Linked DNA regions of Pan troglodytes: region 1 is linked to region 2. A link is a contact called in public capture Hi-C data. All regions are on one chromosome and are shown on one strand. The core of a region is the stretch at or near the end of the contact, and the rest is flanking DNA. Distances in the headings are between cores, read along the strand shown.

What was found. Capture Hi-C pulls out chosen DNA fragments and counts their contacts.
Region 1: a contact with region 2 is called in a capture Hi-C map of stem cell-derived neural stem cells, with 4 times the contacts expected there. The contact joins two enhancer-like sites. A contact is called at or near these places in 2 of 7 Hi-C or Micro-C datasets (induced pluripotent stem cells and stem cell-derived neural progenitor cells), 1 of 1 datasets of contacts at active chromatin or transcription factors (stem cell-derived excitatory neurons) and 1 of 1 other capture datasets (stem cell-derived neural stem cells).

The regions. Positions count from the first base shown.
Region 1 is chr3:53,692,189-53,698,836 of NHGRI_mPanTro3-v2.0_pri, forward strand. It overlaps SHROOM3 (shroom family member 3), which reads right to left. Exons shown (of 14, transcript XM_063809524.1): 4 at 263-1,240. The coding sequence starts at 430. Among named protein-coding and RNA genes, the nearest start is that of CCDC158, 9.6 kb to the right of the region's middle. Within about 2 kb of position 4,038, at least 2 of the 24 cell types and tissues checked have an H3K27ac peak or open chromatin away from gene starts, as enhancers often do. A contact at or near this core is called in stem cell-derived neural stem cells, where this site is marked.
Region 2 is chr3:53,365,233-53,372,446 of NHGRI_mPanTro3-v2.0_pri, forward strand. It overlaps SHROOM3 (shroom family member 3), which reads right to left. Exons shown (of 14, transcript XM_063809524.1): 11 at 6,018-6,506; 12 at 3,258-3,408. LOC107974279 (a long non-coding RNA gene) reads left to right here. Exons shown (of 3, transcript XR_008547511.2): 2 at 4,357-4,898. Among named protein-coding and RNA genes, the nearest start is that of SOWAHB, 140 kb to the left of the region's middle. Within about 2 kb of position 2,534, at least 4 of the 24 cell types and tissues checked have an H3K27ac peak or open chromatin away from gene starts, as enhancers often do. A contact at or near this core is called in stem cell-derived neural stem cells, where this site is marked.

The DNA.
Region 1 (6,648 bases), core at 2,788-5,287, 330 kb after region 2:
GATTGTATGCAATTTCATTCACAAAAAGAGAAGATTATCCATCAAACAGGCATATTTTTCTTCGGATTTCATAGAATAAATGAGCTAGACACATTTTTCTTTCAAATACCAGGCTATCCAAAATATTTCTAGATAATCAGAAAGGCATGAAACAGCAAATTAAGTTATATTAAGGCAGTTCTCATTATTTTGCATTTTTGACAAATCTGACAAGTTGAAAAAAACAATTTGAATAAAGGCAATATTGGAAAAAGAAACATACCTTAGAGATGATTAATGGTTCTCCGTGCTCCAGGCCACCTTTTAGAGTAAAACCCCAGGGAGCTCCTCCCTCCAGGAATGCCTCCAGATAAATGTACCTTCCCTTGGTGGCCGTGTTAGAGTTTAATGTGGCACTAGGCTTGTGGAAGTTTTCAGTGGTCCTCATCATGCCAAACACATGATCCCTCAAGTTAAATTTAAAATGCCTGAAGCAAACTCAGGCAAGCAGTGCTTCTACAGCACAAGTTGTCCCATCCTTCAGGACACACAATGGCCAAAAGAGAGGTTTGGAGAAGCAAATTCTTCCATACGTAAAATGTTCTTCCAAGCTGAACTCCAAGATGCTGAACCAGAAGGAATTTTCACTTCAACATTTCTGAATGTAAATCCTCCTCCAGGAATTCTGGGTTCTCACTGAAGCCCCCAAGTGGTATACATCTCTACTCCGTTCGTCAAAACTTCCTTCAGTGGCGCTCTGAAGATTGCTTTTCTGAGCTTTTATTTCACACATACACACACTAAAACCATTTCTGCCTATTTTACAGAGAAAATTAAAAGCTTCTTACAATATAGTAAGAAAATCACAAATACTCAAAGGAATACCTCATTTTTGATTGATTATCAACCCTTTCTTCCTCTCGGAGTGAAATTTACCATTACAATAGCCTCCTCCCTCTCCAGAAGTAGCTTAAAAAGAAAGAAAGCACTTACTATGCTTCGGCTCACTTCAGAATTTTCTAACTTGTCCCGAAGAGACAGAGAAGTTGTGCTAAAACTTTTTACTTCTTTTTTTCAACAATCAGTTCATAGTTTGTTTCTTAGGAGAGAAAAAAAGCTTTTGCAGGATGTAGAGAAAATGAAAAAGCACGGTAAATTAATCCTCAATGGAAAAAATATGAAGGAGGCAGCTCAGTTCTTTTCTTTGGTATTTTCAGTGATGATCAGCCACTGCTGCGGCCGCCACAGCCACTTGCCTCCTCTTGAGAGAAAGAGTAAGGAAGTCAGAGGAACATGGATTAAGGCAAAGTGAGGCATTGCAACCTTTCTGCACAGTAAGCACTGCCATGCAGAATTCAGCTCACCACAAAGACCTGACAATTCAAACAGTCTTACAGTTAATAACACGTAGAAAGTTAAAAATACTATACAGATGGCTAATTGCCAAGGGATAGAAAATAGTTCCTAGAATAGCCCCGCCTCGTACCAATTAAAGGAGAATTTCAGGGAGTGAGACATAGGCATTTGTGTTTTTAAAAACCCTCCAGGCAATTCTGCTGTGCAGCCAAGTTTGAGAAGCAATGCCTAAGTGATTTGGGTAAACGTTTAAGTACATGTCAAGGTGGTGGCACAAGGGCTTTTTTTTTTTCGTTAGAAGAAAATACTACCAAGTGTAATATATGAAATGGGACTTTCCAATCAAAGTTCTGCTTGTTTGACTCAATAAAAACAGGAGGTGGGTTTTTTTTTCTAGGTTTTCATTGTTATCTACTCCAAGATTGTTATCCACTCTTTAAATGAAAAGAAATCTACAATGCCTTGTGGGTAAGTACTAGGTACTCGGGAAAGAATGTTGTTCTGATTTCATGTTACCAGTGTCATTTTGTAATAATGTTATATACAAATTTAACATTCATACTTTGTATTAAAAATTGGAACAGTAGAAGATAACCATATCTAACCCAGAAGCCTCAGCTATTTAGTTATTGGAACAGATTAGAATTACTTCCAGGTAATATATGTACTAAAACTTTTTTCTGTTTAAAAGTATGGGATAATGAGAATTAAGTTGAAAACTGAAGTTAAAAACTACTGTGGGGCTTGATAACAATTATTTTGGTGTTTGTACTTATAATTAATGAAAGGCTGATATGGAAAGGCAGGTATATGATATCAAACTACACGATATTTAATTTACAACACTGGACAGATATTGTTTGATTTTCAATGGTAACTTCACTTGAAGGGCTCAAAGACAAAAAAAAAAAAAAGTAAAACCTTATGTAATGGTAGTATGTGAATGGAAACATAAGGAAACCTAAGGTGTACCAAATGAAAGTATGTGGTAAAAATTGGCTGATTCTTAAGGGTAATTTACGCAATTTCTATTGTGGTTTTCTTTTACAGCTTAATTCGTAAGTTAGAATAAATGGAGAAACATTAGCTTTTCTTTCATTTCAAAGAACATATGTATTTTAAATAAAAGTCCTAAGTAAATGAACAGCTTTCTTTCTGAAAAAATTAATTTATGAGGCTCTTATTATGTTACTCCTAATACATTTTGTAAAAACTGGGATTTTACAGAATCCACATTTAATATTAAAAGTAACACAGCTATACAAAATTTCAGTTAGGAGGCATAAGCTCAAGAGATCTATTGTACAGCATGATGACCATAGTTATAACAATGTATTGTATATTTGGAAATTGCTAAGATTAGATTTTAAGTGCTCTCACCACAAAAAAAATTAGTATGTGAGGTAATAGGTTAATTCCTTGATTTAGCCATTTTACAATGTATACTTATATCAAAACATCATGTGGTACACCATAAGTATATATAATTTTTAGTTGTCAATTTAAAAAATAATAAACAAAAAAAGTAATGAAGCTAAAGGCAAAGGAAATAAGGAAAAGATAATATGAACCCAGTGCTTGCAGACTGATGAAATCTCCATTTTAGATTATCACCAAAAATATTGAAGAAACAAACATAGAACCGAAATTGATATGTAATCTGAAAAAAAAATGTAAAACTTCATTTTGTGGACCTTCACTATAGCAGTTGATAGACCAGGTTTGGAAGAACTTTTTTCCTCCATCTTCTGTTGATCAGATTCAAAGAATGTTAAAGCTGCAAGAGACAATCCTCCCACGCCCTTGATTTTAGAGGTAAGGACACAGAGGCCACCAGAAGGTTAAATGATCTGACCAGAGTAATCCTGCAAGCAACACAGGCAGGCATGAAATTTAAATCTTCAGACGTTTAGGAATGAAATCCTAGCTTAAGTCAGGTGTTCTGCATAGTTTACGGTGAAAAGACAACTTTCTTTTGGTATAGCACTGCTAATTCATAAGAAGAACTTCTGTTAGGATATGTGATTTGGATGCAAACTCTTAATTACAGAATGCAATCAGACTCTTCTCCCCAAGAAGAGAAAGGCAACTCTATTGTCTCAAGGTGCTGACAGTGGAAAGAAAGGTTAGGATTCTAACTGAGAACAGCATAGGACTCAGGCTTTCTAATAGAGGACTTCTTTTATGCCCCATTCATCATCTTTCTAGGGAACCACTTCTTCCTCGATCCTGTGGTGCTGGTGGGCTGCCCCTGTCCCCGGCTCCAGGGTGGACGTAATGACCCAGGAATCAACCAACCCCTGGCTCAAATGATTGATATGTGGATGGGCATGAGACTTAAGTGTGACCAATGTTATAACTAGAAATTTTACTAGTGCTGTCAAAAAATGGCATTTTCTCCTATGGTTTGCTAGGTTGGTAGATAAAATTTTCGAGTTGCTGGAAGTCTTTTTTTTTTTTTTTTTTTTTTTAATTGAGACAGAGTCTAGCTTTGTCGCCCAGGCTGGAATGCAGGGTGTGATGGTGGCCTACTGTAGCCTCAATCTCCCAGGCTCAAGCAGTGCTCCCACCTCAGCCTCGCAAGTAGCTGAGACTACAGGTGCATGTCACCATGCCTGGCCAATTTTAAAAATTGTTTTGTACAGACAGGGTCTCACTCTGTTGCCCAGGCTGATCTCAAACTCCTGGGCTCAAGTGATCCTTCCGCCTCAGCCTCCCAATGTGCTGAGATTACAAGTGTGAGCTGCCACGCCCCAGCTGGAAGTCATCTTTGATATCACACGCCTGAGAAGGAAACCAGCTCTGAGAAAAGCAGTCTATGATAAGTAGGAGACAGTTCTGGTGATACCATTGAGCCTTGTGCCCAATTGTACCTTACTGAAGCTGGCAATTCTCAAGCTTTTTGGTTTCAGGAACCCTTACATGCTTAAAAATTATTGAAGACTCCAGAGAAATTTTATGTGTTTTGTATTGATCAATATTTACTATATTAGAAAATAGAAAAGAACATTTTAAAATACTTATGTATTAATTCATTTAAAAATAATAAATCTTTATATGTTAAAGTAACATATTAATATTTTTATGAAAAATAATTACATTGTCTCAAACAAAAAATATTACCAAGAAGAGTGGCACTGTTTCACATATTTGCAACTCTCTTTAATGGCCAGGTTAGTAAAAGATGGTTGGATTCTACCATCTGCTTCTGTATTCAATTTGTTCAATATCACATGGCATATAGCCACTGGAAGATTCCCCTATACATTTTTGAGAGAGCAAGTGGAAAAGGTACACAATGTCTTAGTATTATTACAAAAGCAGTTTTGACCCTGAAGACCCTTAACTTTCCAAGTTCCTATGGGATCATAAAACTGGTAATTGTAGGAGTGGGGTGGCTTTAGGCCACCATAAGCAGACGCAGCCAGGCCTAAAGCCACCCCACTCCTACAATTACCAGTTTTATGACCCCATAGGTACCTGTTTATTTTTTCCTTAATCCAGCGGGGGTTGAGTTTCTGCTTCTTGCAACTGAAAGAGTTCAGAGTAATACACAAGGAAACCCTTTCGTGGTTTTTCCTGGTTTGGGAGAAAGTTTAGAGAAGCTTAGCACGGTACCAAAAATGAAGCTTCACATTGTGTTTTTCTATTACTTCTCTCCTTCCTTCTGCCTCTAACTTAGAATTACCCCTGTTTTCTTGATCAGATTCATCCCTTCATGACAAATAGATCCAATGTAGCTTACAACTTTATTTTCTGTCTCTATACGAAAAATTCCCACTGTGAGTTATTGAGCTCATATTGCTGTCATTGTGAATATGGCCCCAGAACAGAAAAATATATCAGTCATATTGACTCTACTACTTGTTTTGCCTCCCTACACCAATCAGTCTGTTAAATGTCATCTTCCTAATCACTGTTTTCACTTTTTAGCAATCACACATCATTGTATTTGCTAACAGCACTGAAGGAAAAATTAAGTTGATCTTTTGAAAATTCCCATTTCTTGATTTTAATTTTTCTTAGTATGCCCTAATGTTTTTCTCTTTATTTTTTGCTAAAACTTTTAATGTGATTGTCAACTTATTGGATTTTTAAAAATGCTTCTAGATGGAATATTTAAGAGATTGAAAAGTCAGTAGGTTATCTCTGAAAATGAAATCAGAGCGACATCTACTGGCTATTCTGGCTCACTAATCGGTAAAGTAAATTAACTGTAGACAATAAATAGGGTTTGTTTTTTTTTTGAGACAGAGTCTCACTTTGTCACCCAGGCTGGAGTGCAATGGCGATCTCGGCTCAGCTCACTGCAACCTCTGCCTCCCGGGTTCAAGTGATTCTCCTGTCACAGCCTCTCGAGTAGCTGGGATTACAGGCACACACTGCCACACCTGACTACTTTTTTTTTGTATTTTAGTAGAGACGGGGTTTCACCCAGTCTGGCAATTCTCAAGCTTTTTGGTTGAGACCAGCCCAGGCTGGTCTTGACCTCCTCAGCTCAGGCAATCCACCCGCCTCGGCCTCCCAAAGTGCTAGGATTACAGGCGTGAGCCACCGCGCCCAGCCTAATAAATTGTTAAATTATAAGTTTGGAAGTTTATTTAGTCTTTCTTAGAAGGCCTCAGAACAATCCTAAATAGACAAAAATCAATCTTATTTTAAAGTTTGTGCAATCTCTCTAGGCAGCCTTTCACAGGCAAAAAGAATCATGTCTTCATGTGTCTCCTTAAGATTGGGGATCAAAGCGTGATGTCAGCTGATTTAAAACAAAACAAAACAAAAATCGCCGGGCACGGTGGCTCACACTTGTAATCTCAGCACTTTGGGAGGCTGAAGTGGGTGACTCCTGAAGTCAGGAGTTTGAGACCAGCCTGGCCAACATGGTGAAAACCTGTCTCTACTAAAAATACAAAAAATATTAGCCGGGTGGGGTGGTGCATGCCTGTAGTCCCAGCTACTCGAGAGGCTGAAGCAGAATCGCTTGAACCTGGGAGACAGAGGTTGCAGTGAGGGAGATGGCGCCACTGCACTCAAGCCTGGGTGACAGAGTGAGACTCTGTCTCAAAGAAAAAAGAAAAGAAAAGAAAAGAAAGATTGAGGAAAACTTTCCCAGCTGATCTTCCCTCATTTCTCAATGCCATGAAGTAGATTAAATGCTTCCTCTGAAAACAGTCACTTGGAAGAGGAATGAAAGCACAAAGATTAGATTTAAACTAATCAAGATCCACCTACTAGAACTTCCCCTGAAGCACAGGGCTCTGTAGAATGTTGTGTTCAACACTGGGGTTCTTGAGAAAGGAGGAAGTGGGGATA
Region 2 (7,214 bases), core at 1,284-3,783:
ACTCCCACCAATACATTCTTCAATGCTGATCTCAGGTTTTATCTTCCTGGAGGAGGTAAAATCTGACTCTACTCTCTTGAGTCAGGAACTGCTCCTTTGGGCTCCCCCAGTACAGTCCATGTGTCTATCAGAAGACCAATAATGTAGTGCTGAAATAATCCACCTCTCTTGCCAGTCTAAAGTTCCAGGAAAGCAGACACAGGGTCTTATTCATGTTTGTATGCCCAAGGCAGAGCACAGTGTCTGAAACAGAGAAGGTGTGTTCTCACTAAGCGTTTATGAGCCTAACATTTTACACTCACAAAGTGATGCAAACCCTCAGGCCACTTACAGCCCTAGAAGAAAGGATTGAGGGAAGAAGGAACCGAAGGAAATTCTAACTGGATGTGGAGGCCTCATTAACTAAATAGCCTTTTCTCATCTTTCTTTATCCCTGAAGAGCCAGATAAGCCCACAGGGCAAGTGGGTATCATCCCCCTGGTGCTGTGGGCAACATTTTCCACAGTGAAGAGAGAAAACAAATGTGAGCTGTTTTTCCTCTTAAGAGTCTGATTTAGGAAAGTGCCTAGCCTTGTTGGCAATAAGGCACCTTCTCACTGAACATCTTAACATGAAAGATACCAGATGCCATCAACATTTGCATACTTACATGACATTGCCTTAAACACTTCTCTGTTAAGATATTATATGCTCTTACACCCTGCAGCTCAAAAAGCACATTCATATACGTCAGTTAATTTGACCCCACAACTATTATGTGAGAGATCATTACCACTTCCATTTTATAAAGAAAAAAGGGTCAAGAAAGGACAAACTAGTTGCTTAACTTCCAGATTTTTTTTTTCTTCTGAATTCTAATACCATGATCTCCCATCCAAGTGCTAACCAGGCCTGACCCTGGTCAGCTTCTGAGATCAAATGTGTTGAGGATAGCAAGGCCATAGACTCGAATCCTGTAACTTTCCACAGTGGCCTTCTGGATGTTTTTCTTCAGTTAAACGGTAAACTCCAACTTGGGAGTTTTGCACTTTGTAACTTCATGAAACAAATGTTTATTGAGCACGTGCTAGGTGCCAGGCCCTGGTTATGTGGCTGTGACATTTCCTCTCCCTAAGATCTCTTTCACCCTGAGTGGGGTTTTGTCTTCCTAAGCCCGTGACTCCCTCAAAAGGCACTCCAAATGACTCGAAACTCCTCAGTCCTCAAGTCACGGACACTGCTGTTCTCATATTTTTGGTTTAAAATGGGTTTTAACTGGTTTTAATCTCAAACTCTAGCTCTGGTTAGTTATACCCAGAGAACCTCCAGTTTAGCTCAGTTCCCAGGGCAGCAAGGTTTAAAGGCAGCTGACCTGGGAGCAATTTTTAGCAGGCTTTGGGGTCAGAAAGACATAAGGTTAAATCTGACTTTAGCATCTATTAACTGTGTGACCCCAGCCCTTAAATTCTCTAATTCTGATTAGCATAAAATGTGGTAGTACAAGTGTCAGAGGAGTTTTGTGCAAGTAAGATAGTACAGCATTGTGTTGAAAAGAAAATCAAATACATAGCCCACACTTGGAATGAAATACATGCTACCTAATGTTGTTTCCCGTGAGGATGAATTAATTCTCTATTTCTTCATATTCTCAGTCTAAAAATACTTTTTGCCACATAATGCTTCGAGTGAGAGGGTGATAATTGAAAGTGATGGGAAAACAGTTAATTGGGTACACATGGACATAAATATGGGAACAGCAGACACTGGGGAATAAAAGAGGGGGTTGGAAGGAAAGGGGACAAAGGTTAAAAAACTACCTATTGGGTACTATGCTCGCTACCTGGTTGATGCATACAATCATACAGCAAGCCTCAGGATCATGCAATATACCTTTGTAACAAACCTGCCTATGCCCCGATTCTAAAATAAAACTTAGAAAAAAAAACACTTAAAAATTAAGATAGGGAGGAAAAGCAATGAGTATTTGCCACACTGCAACTGTAAAGCAGGTATGCCCACAGGCAGAAAACAAAATAACAAAAAAATTGTGTAAAACGTTCAGTTAAAGATGCCATGGCAACGTGGTACATGTAAGGGTGTATACATAGCTCTCTCTTTGGGATAAATATAGACAGACCAAAAGCCAAGTGGTCTTATTTGCTAATCAGGGGACCCGTTAAATGAAGTGCTCGGCAGTGCTGGGGTAGGTATATATCAGGGGTATACAATGACAAGTATGTACATAGGAAAACTTTGGGCTAGCAGGGAGCTTGCTACTACAATGGTTGCATCAGCATGTTAGCCATGACCCAGAGGTGCTGCAAAGATCCCTCCTGTCCAATTACCCTCTGCTCCTAGGGTCTATATCCTGTGGTTTCATTCCAACAGACAAGACAGCTTGGGACACATTGTAGATCAAATGAAATAAAATCACCCTAGAAAGTTTCTCCTGGAATCAGGATCACTGAAAACCACTTACATTCCAGGCTCAGCAAGAAGCAAGCAAGCTTTCCTTTGCAGCACGCGTGCCTGAGCTGCATAGAGAGCTGCAAGCACAGCAGAAGGCAGCCCCTCTGGTGCTATAGAGAAAGTGGAAGGTGAGAACTTTCTCCCCTGCAGACACAGCCCAGTTTAGATCTCCATGGCATGTGGGAAGACAGCAGCAGCATCACGGTCATTTTTTAAGTGTCTTAACATTTGAAATGTCTGTAGGAGTATCAAATGCTAACAACTAGATTCCAGCACTGCACTTTCAAGCTATTCACGGAAGTCCCGCAAAGAGGGCTGGGGAAGATATAAAGGTTAATATTACTTTTTCTCAGAAGTGTCATTTAACAATTGGCCTCCTTCCCTAAAAAAAGTTTCTAGATTTTTAAATTTTCCTTTTGACCATGAAACAAGAAAATTACACACACCATTGGCACTGGCCAACCAGCAGCTGAGAACAGTGTCAGGGTCCTGGTGCTGGATTAGGAGGCTAGGGACTTGGGTTCAGGTCCTGGCTATGAGACTTCTAATAATCCCTCTAAGCTTCACTTCTGTTATTTGTAAAAACGAAAAGGACAGTAGCTTACCTGCCCTGCCTACTCACAGAAAAGCTAAGAGGAAATTAGTTAAAGTGCCATGTAAATCCAAAGTCTAATGATTTTGGTGCAATCTGGTGATGCGACAGGTCCTTTCCCCACCTGCCTCAAGAGGCCCAGTCACCACGCTGATTACATGGACCTTGTCAATTTTTCTGAGGAAAGCAGAACAAGGGCATCCCATTCTTTATTTACCTTCTTTTCATTGACATCTGCCTGTTCCTCTTCCTCATTCACTTCTGCTGGCATCTCTTTGATTTTGTTCAGTAGCTCAGCCTTGGGAGCAGACACACTGTAGTAGGCAGGGCAGTTAACCAACATGCTCACTGCTTCCTTGTCTTCATTCCTGGGCCAAAAAGAGCACAAAGTATAGCCACACAGATCACACCAGAGGCTTTGTTTCACTGCAGACGTCAGTCCATTCAGAAGCGCGTAACAATTCTATTTAATTTCTTTCCCAGAAATTAGGATAAACTAGTAACTGTTAACTAATGAGTGATTACTATGTACAGGGCTGTTGAAGCCAGGCAAACTTGGGATGGAAAACCACCAAAAGCAGCATTAGGGATGACAGCGGGAGTCAAGGCTATGGCCTCGCCAGCTGACTCTGGAGAAGACATTTAACCTCTCTGCTTTTGTGATTCATATAAGAACGACACTGACTCCTTATTTCAGAGAAAGGCAGTGTGGAACCATGACTCAATCAATGTGAAAGTATTTTCAAGGTGCTGCACAAACCTCAGGTTTTAGGTCAATTATTTCCTATACTCCTTTGGTGACATGTAATCTTTCTAGTGCCTACTATGCATTGTTGCTTGAACATACAAAATTTTTCTTCTCAAGTGTGCCTGCTATCCTATATAATCCTGGGAAATCTGCAGTTTGCTGGTCCGCAGTGAACTAATACAAGATATAAAATCTACTCATTGATAATATAATAGGGATGTTTTAAGGCTGAAGAAAAAACTCAGAATTGAGAAACCTGCTATCTAGTGTTCTCTGTTTTACCACATTTGAGTTGCCTTTCAGCCTATAATTCATATCCTACCCACTGAATAAATGACTCTATGGAAGTACGATTCTCTTGGAGAGGAACTTTATTCAATCTTGTGATATTGTTTAACATCTAGCCCATCATTTTACTATGAAATTAGGAACCACACACACAAAAAATCATCTTTACTAGTTTCCTGCTTGATAACTGTCCCAGTAAGCAACAATGACCACATTTAATCCAGTTAACTGAAAGACAGGGAAAAGATTTTCTGATACATTTTTTTGTTCTTGTTTTCAGATATGTCCACCGCATTACAAATGGGATTCTCTGGCATCTGACCAACCCTCACAATGGCTACTGGCCATCTCATGCCCAAGAGGACAATGCTTATTTCCACCAGGAGATGGCGCATGCCTTTTTTTTTTTTTTTTAATCCCCAGGAAGGTCTCAGTGCTGCAAAAGCTCCATGACCATTCTGCTTCTAAACTGACGGAGCAAACATATATTTCCAGTGGTAATGCTAGGAAATACTTTGCTAAGGATGTTACTTTGGTCCTTCAGCCAGTGGTCAGAGAACAGAATGACCATACTGCAACCACCCATGGTGAACTGACTGGCACACCCACAAAAATCTTATCTTTGGGGTCCACATAGTACCCAGTGGATTGCCTTGCACATTGTAGGTGCTCAGTATGTGTTTGCTAAAGACATGGCCCTGGATAAATCACTTCACCTCAATTAGTCTGTTTCCCAAATCTGAAAATAAAAGCGGGGAAATGGACAAGGTGACAGTTAAGGCCTTGAATCAGAAGAGCCTCTGACAACGTGACAAATAGCTTGTAAGTATCACATAGCTCTTTCCTTTCTCTCTCCCCCATAAAATGAAACGTGGTGTTCCTGTTAGTAATTTAGTTAGGATCAGTTGGAAATTTTTAAAATGCAATCCCAAATTTGGATAAAATGTTCTGTTTTTATTTAGTCTGGAAGCCACTAACTGCTGAGTCCCAGACTGTCAATCCACAAAGATTTCACTGAAAATTTAAGAGAAAATGAAAGCTACTCAGTCTTTCTCATAGTAGTCTTTTAAGGAAATAAAACATGCAAGAAAATACTGCAGTAACCCAGAGAAATGAAAAGCATCAAAAGCACAGACTGCACACTGGGACACGTGTTACATGGCTGGCTCAAGGAGCTTCAGAAGCAGAGGCTCACGGACTGGGCCAAACCAGACAGTGCGCTCCTACTCAGACCTTTCCTGATTTTCAGGATTTGCGCCAACACCCACCTTAATGCCTCAGAGGTAAGGGTCAGTGTAGTACATGAATCTATTTCTCTAGGCTCTCCTCCTTACAAAGCCCTTCCCCTCTCAGTCTTGGCAAGACGTTGGCCACGCTCACCACTTCCACTTGCTCCTTTCCCAGCACCGAGCTCTGAGGGCCTCTCTGCCAGAGCAGCTCTGATACAGAACGGGCAAGTACACCTTTGCTGAGCTGGGGGCACTGTGTAATTGCTGGAGACAGGCACAGTCATGGGGCTGTGATCAAATCCAGGTGCCATCACTCACATGTTCAATGACCTTGGTGAGCATGGTCTTAATTCCTCTGTACTTCAGTTTCCTCATTTGTAAATGGAGGTAAAATCGGTAGCCACCTCAGAAAGTTCTTGTGAAAATTAAATAATGTTGATATAAATAAATCAATACAATGTTTGACACACAACATTAACAATGGGTACTAATGGCAATTATTATAATTATTACTATTACTTTCTTTGTTGTTGCATATCTGTCCCACATCCTTACTGCCAGAGCCATTCCTCCAAGACTGAGATAAAATGTCACTCTTGGTTCAGGAGCTGTGGCAGTAGGAGAACATCAGGCAACTAGTCCTAGACTTATCATCATCCCCATGGAAGAAGTGTGATTGTAAGTCTCTCTGAGGACATCACCAGGGACTTACCTCTTGCCTTCACATCCTGAAGAGCTGACAGTTCTCTGTATGGCCTTCCTCTTTACACTGTTTTCCTTCAGCAAGTTCACATCTCGGGGAAACAAACCTTCCATCAGGTCCATTGTTGTCTTGAGCCTGGAGTCTGGATCCAAAATGTCTGCTAGAGATTTGTCTTGGTGGACAATTTCCTTGGCCAAAGCCTCTGTTCTGATGTCTTCTGAACTCTTCTGAGGATCAGAACTGACTTTCTTTTCTAAACCCTGAGTTCCATTGACTGGATCATGGCTGAGACTTTGAGTCTGGATGGGTGCTGGCTGCCCACCAAGAGACCCAGCAAGTTGGGCGTGAACGCTCATGAAGGAGGGTGGTGTGGACTCAGCCTCTGAACCCTTGATAGAAGTTTGGAGTCTGGAAGCCAGTGTCTGACTACCTACCACATGGGCTGCACCAGGCATGTGCCTTTCCCTTGCAATTGTCACTTTAGAAAGTTTGTTGGAGCTGCCAGGGATATTTAAAAAAAAAAAAAAAAAGAGAGAATGATAAGAGAAGGGTGATGATAAGAGGGTGGAGAAAGACTGAGGGAGAAGCTTTCCACATCATCAGGGCTGTAGCTTTCCACATCTTCCACATGTTACTGACAGAGCTAATGTTAAAGAATATGGCTTCTGATTATAAGTGGGTCTCCTGATACTGAACCCCGAAACTAAAAACATTTACCTACCTAGTCACAGGTCATGCTAGACACACAAACATACATAGATATATACATAGGAGTAGGGTGAGATAGTCACATTTCTGAGATCAACCCCTTCTTTAGAAAACAACAGCACTCTAAAGGGGCTCCTGAGCCCAGCAGCTGGTCAGGAGGTTGTCATCTCCTGAGGAAGATGGACTAGGAATTCAGTTCTGGTGAATGTTGCTGTTAGATTCCAGAGATTTCTGAAAGGTCTAGGTTAACGGGGGTAGTGGTAGTAAGTCACTCTTGTGGTGTTTAAAGAAAGCCACTCAAAAGGTGCTGTCAGGCAATGTGTTTTTTTTGGTGTTTTGAGAGATTACTTGTTCTAGGGACTATGTGTTGGGGAATGCTTCTCTCATTCTTCTAGCTTCCAAGAGGTTTTCCCTAAACATTACTGACCTTGAGCCCTACTCTTTATTCCTCCCTATGGACATGGAGTGATTTTGGAAAGAGAAGCTGAGCATTCACAT